Regions from separate parts of the Drosophila melanogaster genome. Here region 2 is linked to region 1. A link is a contact called in public Hi-C data. All regions are on one chromosome and are shown on one strand. The core of a region is the stretch at or near the end of the contact, and the rest is flanking DNA. Distances in the headings are between cores, read along the strand shown.

Region 1 (5,440 bases), core at 2,654-5,153:
GCCAGAAACGTAGGTAGCCAGAAGGTAAATGGCATCGGGAGATCCGCAGTCAGGCACGTGACGCAGCGACAGTCCATGACCAAGTGCTGATTTTTTATCAGCCGGAATGCGAGGAAGTGACAGGAGGAGAAAGATGGGCCAAGAACTGAACTGAACGAAAACTGGCAAAAAGGTTATTGACATTGTTGTTTCCACGCTCCACGCTCCATGCTCCACGTTCCAAACTCCACCGCCCAAAACTCCCTATCCCTATCTACATTTCTGTCTCGTCTGATTCGTTCACTTCAAAAATTCGTAGACTTGCAAGCAAACAGACGGCGAAAAAATAGCAAATGAAAAATGATCTGGAAACGGGAAATTATGGAGACTAAAGTACCCTAACTTAACAAGAAACTTTATAACTTTCGTCTGAAAAACGTAAGTATTTCAAATTGGATATATTACGTATACGTAGTGTGGTCTTGCATTTTGAATTCGCCACAAAAATATTCGTGAACTGGCTTAAATGTTACAGTACAAATACCAAAAATATCTTTAAGCTCTCACTTAAATTTAGCATCCTCAAAACAATAGCTCAATTATTTTTGATCGCCAATAAAATGCACACCCCATCACTTTCGATTCCTGTCAGCAATCAAAATGCGAATCACGGCACTTGTGTGTGTGACAAAAGCCCTTGAAAACATCATAGGAGCTCTCAAAGGGGTCAAAAAACCGCTTAAAAAGCATTGCATACTTGCAGGAGCCTCCTTGTGAGAAACAAAAAAAAAAGAGGATTTCTAAAGTGGCAGCCAGGACAAAAATAAAACGCTGCACAAAACAGCAACGAATGGAAAAACAAAGCAAAGTCAAGCGGAACGTAACAGAAACTGTGCAACTTTTGAAGAGGTGGAAATGCTTTTTAAGTATTAATTTGCGCAAACACTCGACGCAGCAAGGAAAAAGCGATGGGGCAAACAACAAAGCAGGCAAAAAACAAGTTAATAAAGCAGTTGCAGCTGTAGCACCTCCTCAATTTCAGTTCACTTTCTACTCTGCTCATTTTCAGCTTCTTGTTTGCTTGCACTTGGCAAAAGTGCAACGTTGCCATTTAGGAAACTATGGACCTTTTTCATAAAAACAAACTTAAAAGGACTTCAAACTAATATCTTTCGAACTACTCGAAGGAATCCAGCTCTCGATGCTTTTAGACTTTAAGAAATAATTGAGTAGCGATTTTTTTTGCAAGTGTATCTCTTTGGGCAATGTCCCACTAATTGTGTGCAACATGGTCTATCGCTTTGCGCAAACACCTCGCCCGAAACACGTAGGACACCTTTAAAAGGTTTCCCGGCCAACCCCTTCGATATGATGCGCCGTCCTGCTTTCCCTTCTTGCCATTTTTACTGTTTTGCGTTAATTGAAAACTTTTTTCGCCAGCAGATATTCGTATTTTTCGCAGCAGCATGGCAAAAACAAAACTGAATTGGAAAACTTTTCTAGTTTTTCCCACGCAACAAACTACAAAACGGGCTGTGGAAAGTTGTCGTAAGTAGAAGTGCAACTCTGAGTTTTCAACGCTTTGCCGCCTTTCATTTGTTTAGACCTGGGGCCCCCTCCCCCTCCCAGTGGTCTACCTTCCTCACCGTAAAAAAAAAAAAAATGGAAGAAAAAAACCCAAATTCACAGCCAGACTTAAAAGTGTTTGTGTTTCCTCTTAGAACTTGGCGGCCAATTAGTTGGTTGCACTGAAATCCGGACGGAGCGGCGGGTTTTTGGGGACTTCAACTGGTTGTGGCAGCTGTTAAATTCGAGACTTGGTCTTGGCCACATTGGAAATCCACTCTAAGCTGTTTGGACTGCCGCGTTTTTCGGAATCCCAAAATTGTCATGGAATGGAGCGATGGAAGTGGCGCTTTTTGTCAAACAGCTGGGTTGCTACAAAGTAACTTTTATGGTGGGTATTCCTTTGAGTTCGTTTTACCTTTTCGACTTTTCATATCAAGTTAGGGAACAAATTTCTTAATGAGTTGGGACTTTCGAACCCGAAGGGCTGTACAAAGAAAGAAAATATTAACTAAAGGCGTTTTTAATTCAGAATTTCACGATAACTGAGAGCAATCATCAAAAATGATTTAAATGCCAACAGATTTGCTGTCTCCTCGGAGAGATAAGACCAATGTGAGATCACTACAATGAATTCTCTAGAAAGAATGTAACACAATATAGTTCATTGCATACCCCTCAATTGCGTTCTAATTAAAGTTAAAATTTCATAGAAGTAAATTCTGTACTTACGATTTCCCTCTGCAGCTTGGCGATGTTGAAGTTTGCCTGGGCGAGTCGCACACTCAAAGTGGCCACATCGCTGGTCAACTGTGCCCTTTCGCCGGCATTTCGATCCACCAGCTTGAGCATCTTGTCCTCCAGGCTCTGATTGACCTTTTGAACCCGCTTGTGCGATTCGTAGAGCCGATCGTACTTATCCTGCCACGCTATCACACTATCCTCGAGCTCCACTTGTCGTTCCGTTTCCCTCAAACAGGCCGATTCCAGGGCATACAGTTGCGTTTGTTTCTCGATTAACGCCTGTTGCAGCTGCTCGATTTCCGCTGCTGCGGGGGCGGATGTGGCAAGGGGCGTGGCAGCTATAGCCGGTGCTGCCGTCGCCGTGGATATTGCCGATTTTGCAGTTGATATCTCTGCCGCTTTCGGGTTGCCCGCTGTGGCCGCCTGCAAAACGAGTAAACACGCAAAATGAAATTATGAGCTGTAAATATTTTGTAATTAATTTTGCTTCCGGAGAGCACAAAACAACAACAGCAACGCATACCGGACGCAGAGTGTCACACGGTTTCGACTGCAGTACCCGCACTGAAAACACTGAAAAGGCCCGGACAAAGCGAACTCCGTAGAATGCTGCGGACAGCTTCATTATTTTGCCAGCGGATCTCCTCTCCTTGTGTGTTGTTATTATTTCCATTTTTTTTTTTTTTTTTTTGCTTAATTTTAAAACCTCATTTTAAAAAGCTTTGAGCGGGCTGTGTCATAAAAATGCTCGTCATGCCCGGGAATTTGTGGGCCAGGGGTAAGGGGATTCGACTTAACCCATAACGTACAGCATCTGCTGCAGATAAGGTATTAATCAGTGGTTTGGGGTGGGGTGTAAGGTTATATACCCTAGTCAAATTAGTCGGAAATATTTTAATTACCTTGATTTCATTATATTTCATTTTAATTTATTTGTAAGTATCAAAAATAGTTAAAAAGATCATAATTTGTAAATTTTTAATTCTGTAATTACTAGTCATTTGATGATAAGTGCATTGTTTTCAGTATATTTTATACAAATAATTTAGAGAATACACTATAACTCATATACCCCACAAGATACAGGGTAGGCTACATGGATCTGGAGCTCTTGACAACTGATAAGCGCAGTGTAATTGTGGATTATACAGCACGCAAACATTGAGAGAGTGAAATGAAACAAGAGAGATCATTTGAAGAGAACCGAAAAAGAGATAATACCTGAGAGCTTTGGCTTCGATAAGTTTTTAATCAGTCCAACGTATACATATATACGAATTTATTCAAAGAACATGGTTAGAAAATGAAAACATCATTAAAACATGAAAAATAGTTTGTATTTCTAGTATGTAATAAGAGAACTTTAAAACTAAAGCAATTTAGTCGGTAATATATACATATATTGATATATATAGACATGTTGGTATATGAAAAAGGCATTTAACAAAAGAAACATTCCGTTGCGTTTTGTCACTAAACCAATATTTTGCTGGAGATAAGACACAGAAATATTGAACTGACAGGTGTTGAAGAATTTCCTATTTCGTCTATCTAAATTAGAATTACGAACCACTGTCGACCCCTATAAAAACACGGTGCTAAGCTCTGAAGCCATTGTAAAGTGGTTACAGTGGTCACAATACGACATGGTTTGGATTTGGAGCCTAATTGCACTCGGAATAGTTGTTGGCGCAACGGTAAGCGTGATCAATAAAAATGTTCAATATATTTAATTTCCTTGTACGCTTCAAACATATTTTACAGGGGGAGAATGGGAGTAAACCGAATACCACCGAACCGACAACGACGGTAAAATCTTGAAATCCCTAAAAGCCATTAAAGAATGCGTAATCCTTTTCTCTAAATATATATGTACATATTCTTTAGGCGCCATCCTCACGAACTCCTGAAACAACTACTGTGAGTCCCTACACTGCACTCGATAAGACAATAACCGATGATCTTCAGAATATTCTAACCACATATGAGCGTGAATGCATTGGTAATTCTGAGTTCACACGTAATCTTGACCTCATACGCATCGCGGTAAAATGGGACCAGGGTCGTTTGAGAGAAAAGATAGAAGCACGAAGAGACTTTGATGTGTACAATGAACAACGCATTTTAATTGAACGACAAATTGATGAGCGCATAGAGGCCCTCAATAATATCCTGCCTACCCAGGAACCGAATAGTTATTGCTCAGAATTTTACTTGAAGCAAAGAGAAGCTCTTAGGAATGCTAAATCACTTTCGAATCAAGATAAATCAAACACTTTAATAATTAACAAAGCAATTTGCACTATCAATGATAATTATAATGATTATTTTCTTTACTAATCAGCAATCAGTCTAAGTGAAAAAAATCTGAAATGTATTTACTTATATTTATAACTCAAACCTAATGATTCAAATATATATATGATACTTGTGAGAACATTCAAATTGGAGAAATGATTCATACCGGCTTGCAAAAATTAAAAAGTAAGCACTTATTTGCCAAGTTAGAAGAGTGCTACTGAGTGCTTTTCCTTGTCACTCAAGTCACGACCTCTGCTAATCCATAACGCGGTTATCAATATCAATACTCATCCATCTCCGGCTTGTCCAATTAAGTTGGGGAATCTCGAGTTTAGTTGGAAGTCCCGACACAGATGGCCGGGAATCAAAGTGCAAACTACGTTGGCAAACAACTAATTGGATTAACTTGACACAAAAACGAGAAGGAAGGAGTTGCAGCCAGAATGTCACCAGTGAAAACTTTGTCTTTGGTTACTCCTTTGGACTCCTTGAAAGCGTTGGAAAACCACATGAGTTTTCCTTTCGTCACATATGAGCGACAGGAATTGGCGAGGGAAACTCGCCTGTCGCCTGCGCTCAAACCTAAAAACTGCAAAATGTACAGAAAATTTAATTAAAAAAGGATTTTCGGCCTGTGTGCCAGTTGCTTGGCTTCCTCGTCTTCGCTGAGCTGGCCCCTTTCGATTTTTCCCACATTTCCCACTGCTCGAGCAGCCAAATAATTTTTCTTCGCACTCCATTTCTGCCAACAACGCATAAGAAAATTCAATTTATAGTTTGTGTGTGTGTGGGCGTGGCAAATTGCCAAAGACAGACAATGCTATTAATTAATTTGGAAAGCATTTGCCGG
Region 2 (6,257 bases), core at 3,242-5,741, 72 kb before region 1:
GCAAAACTGTAATTAAAACTGTGCTTGCGAAACTGTGCAGCCGAGTCAAGAGTGTCAAGTGCAAAGATATGGAAAAGAATTTCCAGGGCGAAAGCGCGCAGAAAACTCTGGCTAAGAAGGAAATCATTTTACGGCCACATGACAGACAATAAACGAGAAGGGGAAAACACGGGCGCGTTGGGCTGAAGGTTGATGGAAGGAAGAGTACAAGGAAGCCATTACCACGATGCAGGTGCCTCATTTGTTGTGAGCACACATGCACAGAGTCAACACCTTGAACCAGTTTAAGTGAAAAGAAAGGAGAAATTATGGCAGAGTGAGAGCGCTGGGAAACTCAAAATAATGAAGTGCGAGGGCGCCGACACTGACATTTTCCTGAAGACCGGGAAAGCCCCTTGATGACGAGGAGGCGACCTGCCCAGCAAGCAAAAGTCATTAGCGAAGCACATGACACGACCAAAAGAGCACAGTGCTTTTAGGAATATGCAAAATTGAACTAAAATGGTTAGCCTTGTTACATGATATGTTAAGATGCACAATGTATACATAAATAAATAATATTTACAGATTACTTTATTGAAAAAGAATATATATGAGTGCTTTCCACTAGCACAACTTTTTGAGAAGCGCAGAGAGAAGCGTCCTATTACAAAAAGTTTTATGCAAATATAGGATCCACCTAAACATTTTTGTTACTTGCATTTGGTATTGAGCTGAATTAAATTCGTTTTCCCTATTTCCAGACCAGTGTACAGCTGGGTGGGCTTTTTGGCTAGATTTGTGGGGTAAATGCCGACAGTCGGAGCTGTCAGGAAATGCAGCAAAGTTGCCAGCCTTAGGCTGAAGAAGAAATTCTAGACGTGAGTGGCGGCCACTCCTCTGCAATCTCGCCTCCTGTTGTCATGTGCCCCATGTCAAATATTTAACACTTGGTTTATTTTGCATTTGTTTCGCTCCCCGTGGCACATGGAAATTAAATGTTTACGCTTTTTGTGGCAGCAAGTGGGCGTCGACGTCCCCAACTCAAGCAGCCAGCGCTCAAGTGGATTTTACGGAGCAACAACCAAATGGCAACCAATTTGGAGAACTGGCCCCGGCCTCCCAAGCCCCCTTAACTCCACATTTCCATATCCAGCTTTATTCGCCCACGCAATCAATGCGGCAGAAATATTTCACAATTGCAGAAATGCAATCAGAAATCAGGAATCGGGAATCGGGATTCGAGCCAAACGCCGACCAAATCACGTAGCATAATATTTTGTTATTTTGTCGGTCTGCACAGTGTCTGCATTGCATTGACAGGCATAAGTCTGTGAGATATGCGACGGAATGGAAATCTATATGTGAAAGCAGATTTTCAAAGTCACGCGCCACCAAACAGCGGAAAGCATGGGATAAGGCCCGCGCCACCACAAATGGCTAAAAGTCAGACAACAATCGATGATGAGCACATAAAAGGGGTTAGCTGTGGGGGACTAGCATAACATAGAAATTTGCAGAATGCTAGCATTGAATTCTATGATTTCTAATTAAAGTGGGAATAATTTTGCGAAGAGCTTTATACATATAATGTGGCTGAAAGACAAGCTAAGCTGTGTGAGAAGCGCGGAGAGAAGTAGTTCCTCAGAAACGCACAGGTGTGGCTGTACTTATAGATTTGGAAGCCCTACACTTATCTCTTAATGTTTATATTAAATTTAAAATACATTGCATCGAAGCTTGTGAATATAGTTTTCAATAGCTTGCTTTTGTTTTATTTCAAATTCAATGCACCCATAAGCCATGTAGTGTGCCCCCCAAAAACTCTTATCTACCGCCACAACAAGGGCCATGAGTTGAGCTTGAGTCTTCGTCGGCGCGCAAGACGCCAGAACATTTCTATTAAAATGCAAAAAGCCTTTTGTGGCCACCCCCTACCAATTTTTTGGTATTTTCCTTGTTTATGCGGTGTCTAGTCTGGCTGTGTTTATCGCTGAAGCTACGGCTTCTGCTTTTTCTGCTGCTGTTGGCATTGCACTTTGCATGCAAAAAACATAATAATCGGAAAGGGAAACCCATGGTGGAAGCAAAGAGCACGGACGTGTTACAGTCTTCCGATCGCAAATGTCGTGAACGTTGTTTGACGTCAGCGTAAGCCACCGAAAATAAACAATACAACGGGAAGAAAAAATGCAGCGGCATAGATAAACAATAAACAAAGGCACGAACAGCATCAGCAGAAATGGCAAATTGAAAACTGCATTAGGAAATGGCAAAAGAACGGAGCGGCGAAGGGAGGATCCCTTGACATTCACTACAGAATTAGAGTCATTGAACGAGTGAAGAACGAGCTAAAGATGCCAAAAATAAAGTTGTACAGCAAAAAAAATGAGAACCAGACGAGCTGGCGGCAAACTTGCCAGTTACACTGATAAATATTTATTTAAATGATTCTGTATTATATAATCAAATTAAATGTAAGCTCACTGATTTATAGCATGCAAGATATGTCCTTATTGTGGATATTATTTTTTTCAAAGAGCCAATCATTTTTTCCTCTGCAGCTAATTGCAAATTGACTTCCAAACTATTTCAGCCTAATTGAATTCTACCCGCGTTGCCAAACAGCAGACCAGAACACAACCGCCAAAGAAACCAAACAACGAAATAGTAAAAGCCGCGTTGAAAACAGAATTTTTACGATTTACGTCGGAAGGCTGTGAATTTCACTTAAAATACTTTTATTATGGGCGGTGAGCCTCCAAAGAAAATAAAGGGGGGGGGGGGGGGGAAAAAACCTGCTCGCATTCAAGGCACGTTTTCCAGGCAGCATTGACGCTTGGCCTGGCATATAAAAAAAGATTCGGTTTTTTCTTCAGCTCCAGACAACACATGTACCTGTAATGTAATGTACCCATTCGACAAGAGTCGAAACAGCAGCAACACCAGCAACAATGAGCCGTTTAAAAACAAATTATCGAACATGTACGAAACGCCTGTCACCGGCAGAGAGTAAAATAATAAAATGGAACGGGGCACAAATGTTTATGGACAGTCAATGATAGTCGGCGAAAATGCAGAATAATCCCGAGCACGGTGTCCCAAGGGGTTAAGCTGTTTGAAATTGGAAAATGTGTGGTGTTGGGAATCGGTGAAAAAAGATAAACACACATAATTGACAGAAGTAGAACAAACCGAATGATGTAATGCAACTCAGGGAGTGCCAGGTGCACTTTAAGTGCTTCTAGTTGCCTGCTTATCAGTCGGTGGAGTCTGTATTTATTTTACTGCTATTATTACCTAACTACATTTCAGTATTTCATGATAAATATATACGAGAAGAAAAAAAATTAAATATTTTTCTCGAAACCTTTAACCCCTTCGCAATGGTGAACCATTAACCCGAAACACAGTTCAGTGCTCAGTGCCACTCATCAATGTCACAAACATAAGCACGGAAAAATCGAGGAAAACCCTCCATGTTAGAGGCCTCACTAAATTACTCAGAAATTCAGGAATTCGTGTAATAAAACACGGAAAATACCCGCATAAATTTCTTTTCAACGCGCTGAGGGCGTAAAAAAATCTTCCGCTATATGGATTTTGCGCTGGCAACATGTATGAGTACTTTCTCATATAACTTATTTAATAGTGCAACATTTAGTGGGAGGTGGGGGGTAGCTGCATTAAATGTGCTTAAGCGAGCGAAAGGTCATGTGCGTGATTACTCATACGACGTGTGGCCGTCGCGGAGATCAGCTCACATGCCGGAAAATAAAACTGAAACCAAATGAAAGAGGGTTTTCATATCAATGACATGACATATTAAACGGGCCACCAAAGCGGATTTGTCCACATATATGTATGTACTTCAAATCTTCAGATAAGTTGGGGCGGAAAGTTGTCGGGATGTTGGCGTTGGTCGGTGGGCGGGGCAGATGGCATCTGTAGCGTTTCTTGCTCTTCACAAATCAGAGCGTAAATACAATGCTGAAAAGCGATGGGAAAGCGAGACGAAAAGCGAGAAACGATGCGTGTTCTGATAGCGGAATCTGCTCAGTGGCACTTGAATGGACTGTGATGGTACAGGGATTACTGGATATAAAGAAACTGGTCAGCACTCGTAGGTTCAATACCAATCAGTCAAGCTTTAGAAAGGCCAAAAGCTTGATAATAGAAAGTTTAACTTAAGTGTGAAGAGATAGTAACTATTTTAACAGTAAATCTGCTTTTAATTGATTTTTAATCACATCTAAGCCGCTCTGAAATCAATTTAAAGCTTACGACCCGCATTTCCATGTATCATGGAACTATAGATCCACTTAAAGCAGTTATCACTGTGTCAGCAGCACATATGCGGGCAGAGTCCAGTTTAGTTCTTCTGAGGGCATTGAAAAGACTTGGGAAGTGAGTGGCGGAGATACCATATAGAGAGAGGGTGGGTGTGGAGTTCCGGGAGATAAAAGCGAGTCGGTGGAGGAAGCATCAACAGTCGGCGACCATTAGCTGCTTATCGCGCTTCGTCTTCGGCTGCTGAATCTTTTATATACATTTTTCTCGGTTTTTTCCCCATTTTTTTTTTTCTGCCATTGAGTAGGTCTGAAAATAGCAGCGATAGTGAGCTCAAGTGTAAAGTTATCAAGTGGCTGCGACTGGCGGCCAGATAGACGGACACCAGTCAAGGGTTAAAGCCATAGACAACGTCGAGTGTGTTTGGCCATGGCTTGTGACATAAAATGCTATCAGAAAGGATTATGACAAGCCTGCAAAAACGAGAAAAACATGGCTAAGAGCGAGGTGAAACACTGTACAGAACTGTATCACTGGCACAAAGAAATAGAGACGACGACGACGACGATGATGATGATGCGATGGCGACGATATAGCCGACAACCAAGTGTCAAAGTCGGACATTCGACGCCATAAAATATTTACACCAAAAAGGAGCAAAGGAGCCTCGAGTTATCTCAAGAATCTCACTTCAGTCGAGCAAAGTTATCCTCTATTTCATAGGAGCGGAAGTGGGCGGAGGAATAAGTGTCACAATTGTTGGTTAAGTAAGTTGAGGATTTTTCACTTGAGGCAAGAGGTGTTTGTAGTTTTATCTAAGTCGAGGTGACCAGATTTAAGTGGTTGTCGTTGTGAAATTTTACGTTTTTATTTGGAACGAATAAATGTATTACAACTAATCCCTGTATTTCAAGTGAACACAACTACGAACATGTTTTCATATCTTAAATCCACTTTACAGACATCCTCAAAAAACTCGAACTCAAGAAAGAAAAATCCAATGAATCATTCCATGTTATCCACAGCTCAGAAGACAGAAAAGATCATATGTGTGCGTGATTCCGGTCTGTGTAATTCTGATCTATGGAATGCACTCATCAAAAGCTGAAGAGGAAGCGCTGTAACTATAAGCTGCACCGGAAAAAAAAGAAGTCCAAGCAAGTGCTGCACTATACAAGCATTAAAAACGATTTTAAAAACGATCTCTGTTCGTAAATAGTTTAGTTCGTACTAAACTAAACAGAAAGGTACTACTGGATTTATTTTCCTTCGTTTTATTATGGTGGCTATATACTTTGACTGCTCTTCAACTGAAGTCTAGTTTTATTGTTTAGCGTGTAGGTACTTAATTTCTGTTGTGCAACGTCTTATAACTTCATAACTTTTATGGCCGGCGAATGAAGCAGTTTAGAAGGAGCGACTGTGAGTTACAGACACAGAGCTGGGTGTAATTAAAACGAGGCAACACAAGCGGCAGCTCGTGCGGCAATTAACGATAGTTAAGCTGCAAGTATCAGTTCGCTGACAAGCGGCTAAGACAAGACAAGTCCAGCAACTAGCAACTACAGTTAGTGTGTTGTTGTTGTAATGGCCTTGGCAGACAACTTGCAACTCGAGTGACATTCCTTGGTTTTATTTGTTCCCCCTTTTCAGTTGCATCAACCAGCTGCTGCACAAAACTGCTCAATAATGCAAGCAAAACATTTAAACTTCAGCTTAAATAAAGCCAACTCTACCAGATGTTTTATATTCTTTGGTTAATGCAACATTTATGAGCCGAGGCGAAACAGAAGCTCCCAAATGGCAAAATCGTGAGAAATTGTTTCAATGCAAGCTCAAGATGCATTTGAAATTGTTTCCGCTTGAAGAATTGCCCAATTGTTGACGCGGGTGCTGCATTTCCGAGGGGAAAACACTGACATATTGGTTGTGGTGCGGAAAATTCGCTGCAAACTTCATTCTTCATCGAAATGAAATAGTAAAATTGC

Evidence for each region. A called contact is a pair of places that touch in the nucleus more often than the background predicts.
Region 2: a contact with region 1 is called in a Hi-C map of the Kc167 cell line, with 7 times the contacts expected there. A contact is called at or near these places in 10 of 107 Hi-C or Micro-C datasets (the Kc167 cell line, the OSC cell line, the S2 cell line and 2 more) and 1 of 7 datasets of targeted methods (the S2 cell line).

The regions. Positions count from the first base shown.
Region 1 is chr3L:3,483,116-3,488,555 of dm6, reverse strand. It overlaps CG43074, which reads left to right and starts at 3,903. Exons shown (of 3, transcript NM_001259675.2): 1 at 3,903-3,986; 2 at 4,054-4,098; 3 at 4,177-4,724. The coding sequence starts at 3,936. The coding sequence ends at 4,629. It overlaps CG42324, which reads right to left. Exons shown (of 6, transcript NM_139562.3): 2 at 2,278-2,712.
Region 2 is chr3L:3,554,533-3,560,789 of dm6, reverse strand. lncRNA:CR45820 (long non-coding RNA:CR45820) reads left to right here and starts at 4,491. Exons shown (of 1, transcript NR_133166.1): 1 at 4,491-5,159. All of the region lies in intron 3 of Eip63E (Ecdysone-induced protein 63E), which reads right to left.